Regions from separate parts of the Zea mays genome. Here region 1 is linked to region 2. Evidence: chromatin contacts called from public Hi-C data. All regions are on one chromosome and are shown on one strand. The core of a region is the stretch at or near the end of the contact, and the rest is flanking DNA. Distances in the headings are between cores, read along the strand shown.

Region 1 (3,598 bases), core at 960-3,459, 250 kb before region 2:
CATATATTATCCCAATCTTGGTGAGTCCTCTCCCCAGCAATGAAAGTGTGCACTTAGTTAGTGACCTCAACTGAACTGTAACCTGCCACTTTACGCAGATCTCTACCCTTCACCATGTCCCTTGTGTCCTTTACATTCTCCCACTTCTCATCAAATGCATATAAATTTGTCAAGAGATTGTAGTAGCCAACATGGTCAGGATCCAGCTTGAGCAGATTCTTTGCTGCTACTTCGCTCATCTTAGTGTTGTTGTGTTTTCTGCATGCAGCAAGTAAGGCACACCAAGTATGGGCAACAGCTCTTCCATCCATATCACGAATGACTCTTATAGCCTCTTGCAGTTCACCAGCCCGGCCAAGGAGATCAACCATAGCACTTTGATGCTCGGCATTTGGCACGACTCCAAAAACTTGAGTCATGCTATCAAAAATTTGTATTCCTTCCTGAACCAGGCCAGAGTGGCTGCATGCTGATAACACTGACAGAAACGTCACATTGTTGGGTTGAATTGATGAGGCAATCATCCTTTGGTACAACGCAACAGCTTCTTGACCAAGGCCGTGGGCTCCATAACCAGCAATCATTGAGCCCCACACCACAATATCTTTTTCTGTAGTACCTTCAAATACCCTAACAGCGCTATCTAAGTCTCCACATTTTGAATACAAATCAAGAAGGGCAGCAGCTACAAATGCATTATTATTGAAACCATTTCTAACTAAATAGCCATGGAGACAAATGGCTAGGCGATTACCTCCAAATTCTGAGCATGCAGCAAGTACCTTCACCATCGTGACGGCATCAGGAACATGATCATTCAACAACATGCATTTGAACGAATGGAGGGATTCACCAGGGAGTTCATTTTGTGTGAGGCCACCAATGACAGCAGCCCAAGCAACCACATCTTTCTTTGGCATCCGATGAAATAAGCGCATTGCCTCCTCATGACATGAGCACTTCATGTACATATCAACCAAAGCCGTCGCTACACCCAGCTCAAGCTCACAACCTATGCTGACAGCAACACGGTGAAGTCGCTTACCTTCCTCAGCATCGACAACTAGCGCACAAGCCTGCAGAACACTCACTAAAGTCACTGAATTGGGCTGGACACGTGCCTTAACCATCTCCCTGTACATTCTGAACCCTGTGTGTGCGTCTCCGTGTTGCACATACCCTTTGATCATGCAGCTCCAAGTGATCACATCCCTATCTGTCATGCCCTCAAATAACCTCATAGATGCCTGTAAATCACCAATTTTCACATAAAAGCCGAGAACAGCATTTACTAAAGCTAGATCATAGCTCAAGCTGTTTCTGACAACATAAGCGTGGCACGCCTGTCCCTTCCGGACATGCCCCAACTGTGCTGCTGCCGACATCACACTCACAAGTGTGACTGGTGTCACCAAAACGCCCTGACCAACAACGTTCCTTGCAAAGAACTCCAGTGCTTCCTCGGCCATTCCGTTCTGCTCGTAGCCGGTTACCACAGACGTCCTGAGCACAATGTCCGGCTTCTCAAGCATGCCATACGCGTTGATGGCCCCAGCCATGTCTCCACACCTGGAGTACATCTGCACGATCGCTGTGGCGACAAAGGCGTCTTCAGACGCGGTGCAAGAGCGTACGGCGGCCGCGTGCACGGCGCGGCCATGGGTGAGCGAGGGGAGCGCGGTGCAGGCCCTCAGCAGGAGCGAGAGAGTGAAGCCGTCCCGGCGCACTCGGAGCCGCTGACCAAGGAGGATAGCGGCGCGCCACTGCCGCGCGCGGATGTGGGCGCGGAGGAGCGCGTTGGCGAGGCGCGGCGTCGGGCTGCGGATTTCGTCGAACAGGTCGCGGGCGAGGCCCGGAGGGTAGCACGCGAGGACGTGCGCGGTCAGGTGGTGCGAAGAGTGGAGGAGGCCCGAGCGGAGAATGTTAGCGTGGAGATGCGCGGCGGCGAGAGGGGTAGAGGTGGCGGCAGCGGCTTCTAGAAGCTTTTGGAGCGGTTGCATGGATGCGACGGCCGGAAAACACCCAACGTCAGCCAGTTGCCGACGCCGGTTATCGGTAGTCCACCGTGGTGCCGGAGCTGCTGCCCGCTTCGTGACGCCGTCGGAGCCGCCGCCAGCCTTGCCGCGAGGGCCACCGGCGAGGAGATGCACGCAGCTAAGGACGGATTGTTTTCTATTCTGTGAATAATGTTCGGTTTCTAGCGAAAAAAAAAAGAGTGAAGCGGCTATAGGAGTCTTTATCTAATCTACTTTCTTAAAACTTGACCCCTTTTGAAGCTTTGTCCGCATTCCGCGGGCTTACAGCCATCACCGTGTCGACGCGTGGCCAAGTTGATCGCGGAACCGAAACATTCATCCAATAGAGCTGTGAGCGCCTGAACGGTTCCGTGTTCTCCACTTCTCTCCCACACCGTCCCTCTTCTCCTGTGCTCAGCTACCATGAGCACGCTCTAGGCCTCCTCCGCCTTCGCCCGCTCCTTTCGCCACTGCCCCTTCCACTGTCAGCCCCTCTCCTCCACCTCCCTCTATTTCCCCCCGGCCACCGCGAGCCCTGCCTCCGTGCATTGGTCCCGGCCACGCCGCGAGGAGGTGGAGCAGTGCGAACATGTGGCCGAAACGAAGACCCACCGCCGCTGGGGATGGCCCAGACGCCGCCACGATCCGAGGAGCAAGGATGAGGAGCCCGATGAGGTGGAGCCGCAGGCGGAGGATCCTCGCGAGGAGGAGAACACGGAGGCGGTGCCCGTAGCTGTAGGGGAACCGGTCAAGAGCACTGGCAAGGGGAAGAAGCAGAAGAAGCACTATGCTTCCTTTGAGTACCACGACAACAGCTTCGAGATGGTAAGCCTCCTTCTCCTCTGTTTCTCACTTCCAGATCTTCGTCCACAGTGTCGTCGAGGATTTAGAGCCACGGGAGCAGCACTATCAAAGTCGCGTGCTGCCACCTCCGCCATTCCCTCTCCTCACCTCCCTTCCAGTCTTCCACCTTGCTTCTCGCAGGCAGCTGAAGCAATCGGAGCAAGCAGAGAGAGGTCGGCTCCTACCACCCCCAGGCAGCCATGGACGCCCCCGAGGCGTGGAGTAGCGCATCCTCCTCCCCTTTTGAAGCTAAACTTGACCCCTTTTGAAGCTCTGTCCGCATTCTGCGGGCTTACAGCCATCACCGTGTCGACGCGTGGTCAAGTTGATCGCGGAACCGAAACATTCATCCAATAGAGCTGTGAGCGCCTGAACGGTTCCGTGTTCTCCACTTCTCTCCCACACCGTCCCTCTTCTCCTGTGCTCAGCTACCATGAGCACGCTCTAGGCCTCCTCCGCCTTCGCCCGCTCCTTTCGCCACTGCCCCTTCCGCTGCCAGCCCCTCTCCTCCACCTCCCTCTATTTCCCCCCGGCCACCGCGAGCCCTGCCTCCGTGCATTGGTCCCGGCCACGCCGCGAGGAGGTGGAGCAGTGCGAACATGTGGCCGAAACGAAGACCCACCGCCGCTGGGGATGGCCCAGACGCCGCCACGATCCGAGGAGCAAGGATGAGGAGCCCGATGAGGTGGAGCCGCAGGCGGAGGATCCTCGCGAGGAGGAGAACACGGAGGCGGTGCCCG
Region 2 (3,173 bases), core at 259-2,758:
GAGCGAGATCCAGGCGCCGTCGGCGATCTTCCGCCGTCCCTGCGTACGCGCGGACCGTCCGGCCCCAGGGCGCGGACCGTCCGGTCGTCAGGCAGGAGCCCTAACCGTGCGCCAGGCCGCGGACCGTCCAGCCCCAGGCCGCGGACAGTCCGCCCTTGCGCAGAGAGCACCACCGCGCCTCGCACCAGGCCGCGGACCGTCCGGCCCCGCGCGCGGACCGTCCGCCCCTGTGCAGAGAGCACCGCCGCCGGTTCTTCTTGAGTATTTGGCGCTCCGAAAAGGCGTCAACAGTAGGTTTATTCTCCTCTCCTAGTAGTGGGCTATTACCTCATAGATAAGTCATGACTACCTAAGCCTAACATGAGAGGAGCCACACGTAACACAACTTTTCCACATAATACCACCCGCTAGCTAAAGAATGACGAACGATCGAACGAGCTATTAAAAACAGGGTCAGCCTATTTTTTTTACCTTATACCTTTCTAGACCTTTTGATTAAAATAAAGTATAATATTTATTTTTATGTTACGTTACAACGTACGGAAATTGTACTTAGACCTGTATTTCTGAGTGAAAACTCTAACAACCAGCATAACGATGCTGGTGGTAAAATCATGGGCACACACCCACTGCAGGAAACGGAGCTGCGAAGATGAGGCGGGTGCGGTGCCGCAGTGCTAAGCTGACACTGCTGCATCGGGACAAAAGTTGGAGTGCTCATGATAATGAAGCAATGCGAGATGGATCGGAGTCCTAACAACCTCTAGGACGACTCTGGAGTAATCCAGTCGGTTTCAATCAAAGTCCTCGGAAAAAAGAGATAGTGCATGCTCTGCTCGATCCATGTGTGATGGGAGTGACACGTCTCTGGTCACTTTTGAGCCAGGGATAGTCTGTCTAACAAGAGTTGTTGACAAGGAGATGCAACAAGCAGAGAGATTGTGGTGGAGACATCTCTTAATAACCCATTATTACCAGTTCTTTTTATGAGGCACGGAAATTATTATAGTTTTTTTTGTCTATGGTCTTGTATTAAGGCGCATAAGCTGAATCTTATAGATATGTGCCACACACATGTGAGTAGCAGACTTAGCTTGCAGGGCAAAATAAGACCTCAAAGTTGCAGACATACGATTTTGATTTCGATCGCATGTACAACCACCACCTCTTCATAAATAAAAAAACAAACAAACAGAATACACAATATATGCAACATTTACGAATAATAATATATTGTGAATCTTATATGTGTCCCCTCAGTTCGGAGCGATGTAAATTCCAGATAGTAATGATAAAAACTAGTAAAGCCGAACTGTTCGGAGCCACGAAAGTGACGCGCGTTCCATCTGCTGTACTTCCAGATGGTTGGGTTAGCTGGCCGCCGGATCACCGGGGTGCTGGACCTTTTGTCTCGCGGCTGCATCGTCATCGTCATCGTCATGCACGGCGCATGTGGGGTGTCGTCCGCCCAGGCCCAGCAGGGCTGCAGGGGTGGCTTTCAGGGCCCCTGTTGGGCTGCACCGGCAGAGATCCCCTCTGCCCCGCCTACCGCCGGCAGCGACAAATAGAAGACAACCCACAACGCCCCCACGCCGCCTGCACCGTGGCGCCCAACGGTCTGCGCGCAGGGGGAGAGACGCCGGCTGCAGCCTCCAGCCATGCCCCTGCCCGGCCAGACTCTTGCACTGTACATACACCTGCGTGCATGGTGTCGCGCGGTTAGGGCTGGACGAAATACTTGTGGCTCGTTGGCTCGCTCGGCTCGTAGCCTGCTCGGCTCGACTCGGATCGGATCGTTTGAATTTTTACACGAGCTGAGCCAGCGTCCCAGCTCGGTTTCTTAACGAGTCAGCTCGAGCTGAGCTCGAGCCAGCTCGCGAGCTAACCGAGCTGCAACATTCCAGCGCCACTTTCGCTTCTTTGACTTGGCCCATCAGCTGTCAGCCCATTTCCTGAGCGGCTGAGCCCACTAATCCTTCTTGCATTCCTATTTCCAGCGCCACTTCTAGAATCCTCAGCCCGCGGCCAACGCGGCAACGCGCAGGGCGCAGCGCAGTCCCAAATTCGCAATCGCAGTTCGCAAATCCGCCACAAACCCTAGACGTCACGGCGGCTCGGGCGCTCGGCGGTCGGCGCTGCCTCCAGGCTCCACTCCACCTCCACTCCAGCGCCACCGGTCAAGCGGCCACCGGCGGGCGGCGGCGTCCACTGGCCACTGCTCCCGCATCGAGACACGGCACGCCGGCACGGGGTGGCCGGGCAGCAGGTCCGCACGCGGCACGCGGCACGCCCGTGCGCGCGCCTGAAGACCGTCGCCCGTGCGGACTCGCGGACTCGCCAGTCGCCAACTCGCCATCATCCGAAGACCCTCGTCGTCGCCCCAAGCCAAGAGCCTCGCCGTCGGCCAACTCGCGGACTCGCCATGGCTGCTGCTGCTGCCTAAGTGACATGGTATGAAGAGAAATGGCTACATTATTGTGTGATAGTTTTATTAGGATTTATACCTTTTCACATATGAGAAGTGGCTTCAAGAGAGACTGATTCACTGATACTGGGACTGTATTAATATGTACCATTTCAACAGTTCAAGCACTATGGAGGAGGAGAACACTCCATTGCCAGCAAGTTTGGGGTCTCGATCTCGAACTCGAACCAAGCAACTCACAAAGAAGCCACCCATTTCGATGCAGAAGATGCATGCAACAACAGCATCATCGGCGTCCGGCAATCGGTCTAATGTTTCTATATCTGTGGTGAGTATCCAAAACTCCAAATGCTAATCTTTTGTTGTCTTCACATTTTTTGTTGTATGCTAGATTGTAATGTTGGATTGAAATGCAGGAGCCAACAACTAATTCTAGAGAGGAGGAAGACAAGGACGAGGACAATAGCCTCGACATGGAGGATGATTTCTCTCTAAGCCTATCTTCAGAGGATGGTGGGAGCCAGGGTGAAGATGAGGTTCATAATGCAAAGAGAGGAGTCAAAAGGGCAAAGGGTGATGTTCCATTATCTCCTTCAAAGTGTAAGGTCAAGAGGGTGAAGCGAGCAGATTGCTGGAAGTATTTTAAGGTGGTCGAAGTTCAATCAAAGAAGAAGTTTGGGGAAATGGTGACGAAGGCCAAGTGCAAGTTTTGTTACAAACTGTATGTGTATCAACCTGGGGGTCCAAC

The links. A called contact is a pair of places that touch in the nucleus more often than the background predicts.
Region 1: a contact with region 2 is called in a Hi-C map of ear, with 2.4 times the contacts expected there. The contact joins the promoter of LOC103653970 here to the enhancer-like site in region 2. A contact is called at or near these places in 2 of 25 Hi-C or Micro-C datasets (ear and tassel).

Annotation. Positions count from the first base shown.
Region 1 is chr4:165,426,045-165,429,642 of Zm-B73-REFERENCE-NAM-5.0, reverse strand. LOC103653970 (putative pentatricopeptide repeat-containing protein) reads right to left here and starts at 2,209. Exons shown (of 1, transcript XM_008680796.3): 1 at 1-2,209. The coding sequence starts at 2,000.
Region 2 is chr4:165,180,181-165,183,353 of Zm-B73-REFERENCE-NAM-5.0, reverse strand. No RefSeq gene overlaps it. Among protein-coding and RNA genes, the nearest start is that of LOC100273484, 46 kb to the right of the region's middle. Within about 2 kb of position 1,508, at least 16 of the 20 cell types and tissues checked have an H3K27ac peak or open chromatin away from gene starts, as enhancers often do. A contact at or near this core is called in ear and tassel, where this site is marked.